3 separate regions of the Sus scrofa genome follow, and all the other regions are linked to region 1. A link is a contact called in public Hi-C data. All regions are on one chromosome and are shown on one strand. Each heading gives the region's core, a stretch centred on a gene start, on an enhancer-like site or on the middle of the called end of the contact. The rest is flanking DNA. Distances are from core to core; before and after follow the strand shown. Region 1 has its middle 120 kb from the start of TNFSF18. Region 2 overlaps TNFSF4 (TNF superfamily member 4). Region 3 has its middle 70 kb from the start of FASLG.

Evidence for each region. A called contact is a pair of places that touch in the nucleus more often than the background predicts.
Region 2: a Hi-C map of liver shows a contact between it and region 1, with 1.7 times the contacts expected there. The contact joins two enhancer-like sites. A contact is called at or near these places in 15 of 47 Hi-C or Micro-C datasets (adipose tissue, alveolar macrophages, embryonic fibroblasts and 9 more) and 2 of 2 datasets of contacts at active chromatin or transcription factors (alveolar macrophages and skeletal muscle).
Region 3: a contact with region 1 is called in a Hi-C map of liver, with 6 times the contacts expected there. The contact joins two enhancer-like sites. A contact is called at or near these places in 4 of 47 Hi-C or Micro-C datasets (embryonic fibroblasts, liver and subcutaneous adipose tissue).

What each region holds. Positions count from the first base shown.
Region 1 is chr9:115,339,478-115,342,529 of Sscrofa11.1, reverse strand. No RefSeq gene overlaps it. Among named protein-coding and RNA genes, the nearest start is that of TNFSF18, 120 kb to the left of the region's middle. Within about 2 kb of position 1,564, at least 3 of the 83 cell types and tissues checked have an H3K27ac peak or open chromatin away from gene starts, as enhancers often do. A contact at or near this core is called in liver, where this site is marked.
Region 2 is chr9:115,555,166-115,558,217 of Sscrofa11.1, reverse strand. It overlaps TNFSF4 (TNF superfamily member 4), which reads left to right. Exons shown (of 3, transcript NM_001025217.1): 2 at 2,960-3,008. Among named protein-coding and RNA genes, the nearest start is that of TNFSF4, 16 kb to the left of the region's middle. Within about 2 kb of position 1,452, at least 16 of the 83 cell types and tissues checked have an H3K27ac peak or open chromatin away from gene starts, as enhancers often do. A contact at or near this core is called in liver, where this site is marked.
Region 3 is chr9:115,137,221-115,140,272 of Sscrofa11.1, reverse strand. No RefSeq gene overlaps it. Among named protein-coding and RNA genes, the nearest start is that of FASLG, 70 kb to the right of the region's middle. Within about 2 kb of position 1,587, at least 19 of the 83 cell types and tissues checked have an H3K27ac peak or open chromatin away from gene starts, as enhancers often do. A contact at or near this core is called in liver, where this site is marked.

The DNA.
Region 1 (3,052 bases), core at 315-2,814:
ATGACCTCAGATGAACATGAAATAAAATCTCAATGTCTTTCTAAAAGCCTGGAGAGCCTTCATGATCTGGCCCCCATGTACTTGCTTGCTTCCTCTACCACTATTTTCCCTCCCACACTCACTGTCCTTCGGTCTCCAAGGACTTGTTGCTCCTCAACAAGTCAGTCTCTTTCTCACCACAGGGCCTTTGTATCAGCTGTTCTCTTGCCTAGAGAGGTGCTCTCCATATTTTCACATGGCTAGCCCCTCTTTTGTTTATTTAGGTCTCAAGTCAAACATTAGCTTCTCCATGAAACATAAGCACATATTCTCTATTAGCAATTCTTACATAGCCACCATCACACCCCCTTTTATGTAGCACTTTAAATGAGCTAAACACATTGATCAATCCCTCCATCTATCTATTCACTTTTCTGCATGTTGTGTGCTAAATACTTGTTTTTTTGTTTTTTTCTGTCTCCCTTTACTTAAAATCTAAGTTCACGTAGGGCAGGGGATATTTCTGTCTTGTTCACTCCTGTATTCCCATATATGGTAGGATAATACATATTTTCTGAATATATATGTGAATGAATGCATATGCCATTTAGAATATTTCAAAGTATAATAGTATATAAAGTTATTTTTTAAAAAATGAATCAAATCTGAATCAATTATTTGTAAGGCTCTAGTAAAGTAAACATGAATACTTACCTAGTATCATGTTGGGAACTCTGAATTAGGGGAGGTCTAGACATATTTTCAATATAGAACATTGGCATGAACAAGTGTACTAAAAGTTATTCTCCTTTTCTTAGGGCAGGAACACTCTCCAACCATCAAACAGAAAAAAAACCTTTTCTTTTTGAGGAAAAGTATCAACCATATCCTTCTGCTTAATGAAGTCTTTGGGACCTGGAATGTACTATGAGAGACAACTCAAATTCAGACAACCTTTTCCTCACAACAGAGGGCTACTTTGCAAACCACATTATATTCTCTAATAAATAAATGTAACTCAGTAAGTAAGTGGATTTACTTGACTCACACAGGAGAAAAACGAAGTGAATTTCCAAGAGCAATTTTCATTAAAAAAAATCTATCTGAGAGGGAAGAAGCTCTACAATTCAAGAGCTAGCAATGTATGAGTCACCCAGCACAAAGCCGCACCTAGTGCAGAAACCCCACCCACTGCAACATCCCCAAGAGCTTCTCCTTGATCATTTTCAGCCTATTACTTCACATAACCTTATGCACAATTGACGTGTTAATTATTAGATAATTCTTTTCAAACATGTCTTTAAATCTGCATCTCCAAAACTTCCCTGTCCATCTGCCCTATAGACCAACACAAATGAGTTTGTTCCCCTTCCCATATGACATTCCTTCAAACATGGAATTGCATCAGTCTTTCCTTTTTCTCTTTTGAGGCCACATTTTCTCATTAGTCATTAATTTTTTTTTTATCTTTTTGTCTCTCTCTTTTTTTTTTTTTTTTTTTTTTGGCTTTTCTAGGCCCGCACCCATGGCATATGGAGGTTCCCAGGCTAGGGGCCTAATCAAAGCTGTAGCTGCTGGCCTACAACATAGCCACAGCAATGCAGGACCCGAGCCAAGTCTGCAACCTACACCACAGCTCATGGCAACGCCGGACCCACCGAGCAAGGCCAGGGATCAAACCCGCAACCTTATGGTTCCTAGTCAGATCCATTAACCACTGAGCCACAACAGGAACTCCAGTCATTAATTGTTTTTTATGAGTTGTTTCCAAGTTCCTGATCACTCTAGTTATTTTCCTTTGTACATGTTCTAATTGATCAGTATTCCTGTTAAAATGTGACATCCAGGGATAAACCCAGCAGTAAACAAGTAGCTTGACTGTTTCATAATACACAACCACTGACATTTCCCCTTATTTTGGTCCTGTGCCTAGACTAACAGTGTTAGTGTTTTGGCAGTTTTGGCAGTTGACTCATATTTAGAACATACAAATTAAAATTCTTTCACTTTAGTGATCTCCTAAATCCTCTGCTAAATTTTACAGAAGGCTGTACAAATTAGGTTGTTTGACTTAGGGTTTTCAGACTTTTCATGATCCCAGTATAGTTCCCAATAAAGGCACGAATTCCCTCTTACTAGATTTACTTTCCAGGTGTGTCGAAGAGTTTAACATTTAATCCTCATTCTGGTTCTTTGCCTTTGATGGTTCTTTACCAGCAAAGCTTCTTACAATACTCTGGGTATTGGAAAGGGGTTTCCATGAGCAAATTGCAGGGAACCTGAGAGCAGCTTCTCAAACCTCTTCTTTCTTTCCAGGTGTCATCTCAAATGCTAACTCACAAATATCCCTGGTTTGGGTGTCAATTATTCTGTTTTTCTTTTCTTTCTTTTTTTTTTTTTTTTTCGTATCTATCCAATAGCCACACTTTAACACAGAGTGAAATACAATGTTGCAAACAGCACAACTGTGGTTCCAAATGGACAAAGTTACTTTCTGCCTATGACTTTGGGAATTCCCTTCTCTTGTTCTAACAAGTACTGGCTTTCTGACCTGCCACACATGCACTAAGGTTCATGTTTTTCAATATTCATCCCAAAGTACCAAATTATTTAATCTATTCAGGTCTTTCCTGCCTTACTTTAAATGTACTATTGGCAAGTAAAATGGAAAGTAGTGTGAAACTAAGGCTGAAACATTCTTAACTTGGGAACTTACTGATTATCACACTTTATGGTCTAAGGCATTTTTTTCTTTAGTATTATTTCTTTTATATATATATAAAATGATTTTTGTTTTTTCCATTATAACTGATTTAGTGTTCTGTCAATTTTCTGCTACACAGCAAGAATGACCCAGTCACACATATATGCATACATTCTTTTTTCTCACATTATCATGCTCCATTACAAGTGACCAGACATAGTTCCCAGTGCTATACAGAGGATCCCATTGCTTATCCATTCCAAAGCCTATAGCTTGCATCTACTAACCCCAAATTCCCAGTCCTTCCTACTCCCTCCTCCTCCCTCTTGGCAACCACAAGTCTGTTCTCCATGTCCATGATTTTCTTTT
Region 2 (3,052 bases), core at 203-2,702, 220 kb before region 1:
GGCAATATTAAAACCATCATAAACATCTGTTTGAATAGAGTGGTTTTTAAGTACTTGCTATGGGAAACCAAAAATCAGGGATTTGATTTAGGCCTTGTAAGTAGTGATATTTTTGATGGGTAAACAGAGATTGGGGGACATTCTTGGTGGAGAGAACCAAAGAAGAAAATATTTTTTGAATGCTTACCATGTGCCAAACAAACTGCTCAGTGCTTTCACATATGTTAACTTATTTAAGCTTTACAGTCATCTCCTGGAATGTTATTATGGCTTACTTTCACAGATATGAAAGCTAAAGCTCAGAAATGGTATATAATGTTTTCAAATTCACAAAGCTAGAGAGGTCACAATTTGAATTGAATCTGACTCCCAAGCCTATGCGCTCTCTTTTATCCTCCCAGGCTCTATTCAAGGGCAAAGAGTTTAGAGGAAATGACTGGCTGGAGCATAAGACACAGAAAGGATAAGTATAATAATAATGCTTGACAAGGAGGTTGGCACCAGGCCATGGAAGGCCTTGAATTGGGTACTGTGGGGGTGTTTCTGGGCAGTGGGGTGGTCAGCATGAGGTAATCAAGTATGGGGGATGCAGGGGAAACTTGTGGAGGGACATGGAGCAAGAAGAAGAACGACCTTATTTCACAACATTGCCTAGACTTGGTCGTGCTGATGCTAGTGAAAAACTTCTGAGGAAGAGGCCAATTTCTAATACTGGATAATATTCAGGAGAAGGAAGGAAGCCTGAGCCTGGAGTTGCAGTGCTTCTAACCTGAGAGGGGAGTTGTGTGTATTCCTTGCCGCCTCTCAGCATCTTGGTCTTACAATGTCCTCTTGGTCACTACCGCCCCTACTTCATCAGAGTACTTTAGAACATTGGGAAATTTCTTTGATTTGCAGGAACCTTTTGGAGATTTTGCAAAATCACTCAAATACCCAAATCATGAGGGGTTTTAGGTCAGAGAGCTTGAAGTAAATTTGGGATGAGGAGGTTTCCTGTTTTTCTCTTTATTAGAATTGACTTAGAGTTGCAACTTTAAAAATTTAAATCGTGGACAGTGCTGAAGGGATGCCTGTGATCTTTGAATAATTTTTAAAGTTGAGAAAACTGACACCTAGGGAAATTATGAAACTGGCCTAAGGTGACACTGTACTTGCCTGATTGCCATTGGAACCAGGTTCCTTCATTGCTGAGCCCTATGCTCTTTGTGTGAAAAGACTGTTTCTGATTTTAGTAAGGTGGCCTTTCAGGCTGGGACCAACCTGAGGGGCATTCATTTACCCAGGGGATTATGATGATTGGGTAATATGCCTTTTGAGAGGCCTTCTTCCAGAACGTTGCTGTAAGCACAAAGAACAGGAATCCACCCTCACAAAAGGTCACAGGAGAGACAGCCAAAGACTGTCAAGTCTTCCCAAGTCAGCACCTCTCCATGTGCTCACCACTGACTAATATCATTCCTGGGCCTGGCCGCTGGCAGGGCTCAGAAAGGCTATCCCTTCTTCCTGCACTGCCTGTTGGTTTCAGTTGCTTTGAGGCTTATGATTTTACTTAAAGGGAAGTAGGGGATTCTTCATCTGTGTGGGCAGGCCCCAGTGGAATCCGTTTGCTGCTGCAAGTGTGCCAGGAAAGTGGGAAGCAGGGATTCCCGCCCCCCGAGTATGAAAACAAATCCTTCCCCACACCTTTGATCTGGACATCTTGCCAAAAATAACCTGGTGGGAGGAGCGGGTGTTCTTGGCAGGCACAATAGGTGGTAGGTTTTTGTTTTTGTTTTTCTGTTTCCTTTTTCAGTATGTAATACAAAATTTTAAAAATACAAAATAGTAGACCATGGAAAGTAAGGGTCCCTGCTACCCCTGACCCCAGACTTCCAGTTCCTTTTTCCAAAGGCAACATATATTCTTTCAGATAAATTCAATGCCTGCACAGACATTATTACTATTTTTTTTAACACAAGTGGTAATATACTTTATGCCCTTTGCTTTTGCTTTTTTCACTTAGGCTATTTTAGGCTTTGCTCCATATTGAACTTCTTTTTTTTAATACTTCAATTTTTATTATTTATTATTATTTTTAAGTGATTTTTATAGTGTTTTTTTATTTTTTCCATTATAGCTGGTTTACAGTGTTCTGTCAATTTTCTATTGTATAGCAAGGTGACCCAGTTACACATACATGTTTTCATTCTTTTTTCTCACATTATCATGCTCCCTCATAAGTGACTAGATATAGTTCCCAGTGCTACACAGCAGGATCTCATTGCTTATCAAACTTCTTTGTTTTTTTAACCACAAAATTTCCAGACATTTTATTTCTTAACTTCCTTTCTTCATTGTTTTGCCTCTTTCTTGCTTTTGAATACTCATTGGTTTAAGGTTTTTTACGTAGTTAAAAAGTAGGAAAAGACCCAACAGTAAAAAAAAGCTACACTCAAATCTATTGATCTCTGAAGGATTAGAATAGTTTTTATTGCCTTTATGCCCTGAAAGTAGGACACTGTTACTTCTGTTTCATAGGAAAAGACCCAGTAGCCAGGAAGCTCCCAGATTTTACTCTCAGTGCATTCTGGGAGTCTGTGACCATTTCAAATTAATTGGTCCTAGCTTTATCCATGAAGGATCTCTGTGACTGAATGAGTTTCTTGACAAGATGACTATTAAGTGCTGTTATCCAGAATGGGAAATTGGGGCTCAGTGAGCCAAAACAGTATACCAAGGAGGAATTTGGCAAATGAGGACAGATCTTACTTGCATGAAAGAGCAGAAGACTCCTAACTTGTCTTAAGAGATGTTACAGAAAAGCAAGGGGGCGGGAGCGGTGGGCAGGAAGGAAGGCTGGGTCTAATCTTGCTAAGCTGTTCCTTTTACAGGCTACTGTATTTCTGCTTCATAGGATATGACTCATCATTTCAACTTGTTTATTTTTTCCCCTAAAAATGTATCCTTTTTCCTCCTTTAGGTGCCATCTCAGTACCCTCCAATTCAGAGTATCAAAGTACAATTTACCAGTGAGTATTGATGAAAGTTTGATTCATATTTTTAAAAGAATCTT
Region 3 (3,052 bases), core at 338-2,837, 200 kb after region 1:
CTTCTCATCATAATACTCTGCTGCCACCTGGTGGAAATCCATAAGTGAACAGGACACTGGAGTTTCCACTGACTTTCGACCTCCATACATTTTCACTGGGACACATGTGGGAAGCAGACCTCACTGGGGTCAGTCCAAAACATCCACTGGCATCCAAACTTCCTGAGGAGACTCATTCCCTAGGATTTCCAGGACAAGCCTTCAGCCCCTCCCTCCCTCTTCTAAGCCCTAGTAATATAAGCAGGAAACCACTGGACAGAATCCAGTTCTCTGCAAAAAAGTTCACAATGAGATAGGAAAAGAAAGGGGAGTTAAAAAGGATCTGAAGGTCTGTAATTGGTCTTTGAAAATAAATGCTATGGCAACATTCATATTAAAAACACACACACAAGGGGTTCCTATTGTGGCTCATGGGTAGAGTCCATGAGGACACAGATTTGATCCCTGGCCTCATTGAGTGGATTAAAGATCCAGTATTGCCACAAGCTGGGGCATAGATTGCTGTTGCTATGGCTGTGGCTGTAGAACAGGCCTCAGCTTCAGCTCTGACAATCCCTAGCCTGGAAACTTCCACATGCCGCAGGTATGGCTATTAAAAAAAAAAAAAAAAAGTACAAGAAAAAAATACCCATTTATTTACCTTCTGCGTACATTGGGCCATTTTATTTATTCTTCAAAACAGCTCTAGGAGATAGTATTAATATCACCACTTCACAGGTGAGGAGACAGAGTCTAAGGAATGTGCCCCAAGTCACCTTTCTTATCAGGGGAAGAACTGAGATGGAACTTCTGAGAGTCTGGCTTTAGAATCTATTCTTTTCTGCTGTGCCACCTGGAGCTCTGATCTCCAGAAAAGAGAGAAAGGGAAGGAAAGAAACTTCCTCCCTCCTTCCTTAGCCTGCACTCCATGCCTCTCCATCATCAATTTCTCAGGTACTCTTGTGCCCTTGAATCAAATTCCCAGCTTCCATGGACTCAAGAAACATGGAATACTGATCACCCTTTGCCTTTGATCCTGACAACTGTAATAGGACATCAGCAAGAGAAAAACAAAATCCCAGTTCTCCCCTAGTTCTCATTAATAGGAAATACTAAGGGCTTAAAACCCATAGGTAGATATGCAAGTAGACTATACTATTTTAAGTGTAACCTAAAAGCTTACAGAAGCACGAGATTTTAAAGGAAAATTACTTCTGAAGACCAGAGTAACTTGTGAATGACAGTTTCTGAGTACAAATAAACCATCAGGTCCTTGTTAAAGCTGGCACTGATGTATTTGAGACATAAGAAGGATGCCAGGATGGAGTGGGTGGGGACAGGGGTTGGTACAGAACTGGCAGGAAGGTCTGGGGAGAGTGGATCTGAGCGACACTGCTAGGAAAGCTTTCTACACACGAAAGGGGAAATTAGGAAAGGAGGAACTCCCTCCATGGACATTGGGGTCTGGATCTCAGCCATGACAAAGACCAGGAAAGGAACCCGCAGATGACTCTCTGGAACAGAGGTCACAGAATGATTGCTCCAGCCCACAGCTATGTTTTGCTTGGCTCACTTGGTGCTTTCTAAACCATGAGTCAGTGCCAGCATTTAAAAAGCAGGAAATGTCACATAAATTAGTATTTCCGACTTCTCTTGAAAAATTAGAAGACTTGTAATACCTTGCCCACATCCCCACATGGAAACAAGCTGAGGTCACCTAGGCTCTTCAGAGAGGCTGAGTCTGGCCTGGTGCCCACCCAGGCAAGGCACCCACTTAGCCTCCTCCCTGGGAGTATTTGTGTCCTCAGCTTCTGATCCAGCAGTGGCTTCCCAGGACACTGAGACAAGCTGTTCTGCCACAAAGGACAGAGTATTTTATCCAAAAACTGCCTGCTCACCCAGCATGCAGCCCGTAGACAGGGAAGTGATCACAGGTATCAGAGGCAGCGCCCTGCACCCATGTTAAGCACTCCCATGACGAGATGCCAACTTTGCTTCCCCCAAAAATTGCCGTTATTTCCTTCACATATCTTAATTTGTTGCCACACCTCAATATTTACTATTCTCTAAATATTCTTCCCAGATTTGTACCCTCTGTTTGGAATGCTTTCCCCCCTCTACTTGCTTCTTCCCACTCCCTATGTCCAACCTATGCCCATCCTTCAAGGTCCATATCAAATTTGTTCTGTGAAGCCTTCTTCCATTTTTGTAGTCAGAATTAATCCCTGCCTCCTGTTTTACTATAATATTGGTTTAAACATCTACTGTAGGATTACCACAATTTGATTTGGTTAATCTTTCTTTCTGTTAACTCCTGAATTCTTGAAAGCCAGAAATTGCCTCTTATTTATCTTTGTGCCCACCCCTTCTCCACACCCACTCCTCTCAGTTCCTAACAAAGTACCTCATGCAGAGTAGATAGTCAGTAATTGGTGAATAGTTTTTAAAGATCATGGAGGCACTGGTTTCTACTGCCATCTAGTGACCATAATGTAGAATTATGCCTAAAGCCATTGCCATCTTGTAGGAACTGAAATTCCAAAGCCACGCTAGCAAAGGAAACCATTTAAAAAAAAGACAAAAAAAGAAAAGACACTCCACAGAATGGGAGAAAATCTTTGCAAACAAAGCAACCAACAAGATATTAATCTCCAAAACATACAAACAGCTTATACATCTTTATACCAGAAAAAAAAAAATTAAAAAGTGGTCAGAAGATCTAAACAGACCTTTCTCCAAAGAAGATAGATGGCTAAAAAGCACACAAAAAAATGCTTAACATCATTAATTTTTATAGAAATGCACATCAAAACTGCAAAGTGCTATCACTTCACACCACTCAGGATGTCCATCATAAAAATTTACGAATAATAAATACTGCAGTGGGTGTGGAGAAAAGACAACACTCCTACACTGTTGGTAGGACAGTAAGCTGGTGAAACCACTATGGAGAACTGTATGGAATTTCCTTAGAAACTCAAAATAGAGTTACCATATGAACCAGCAATCGCACTCCTGGGCATATATCCAGAGAAAATAATAATTTGAAAAGATACATGCACCCCTATGTTCA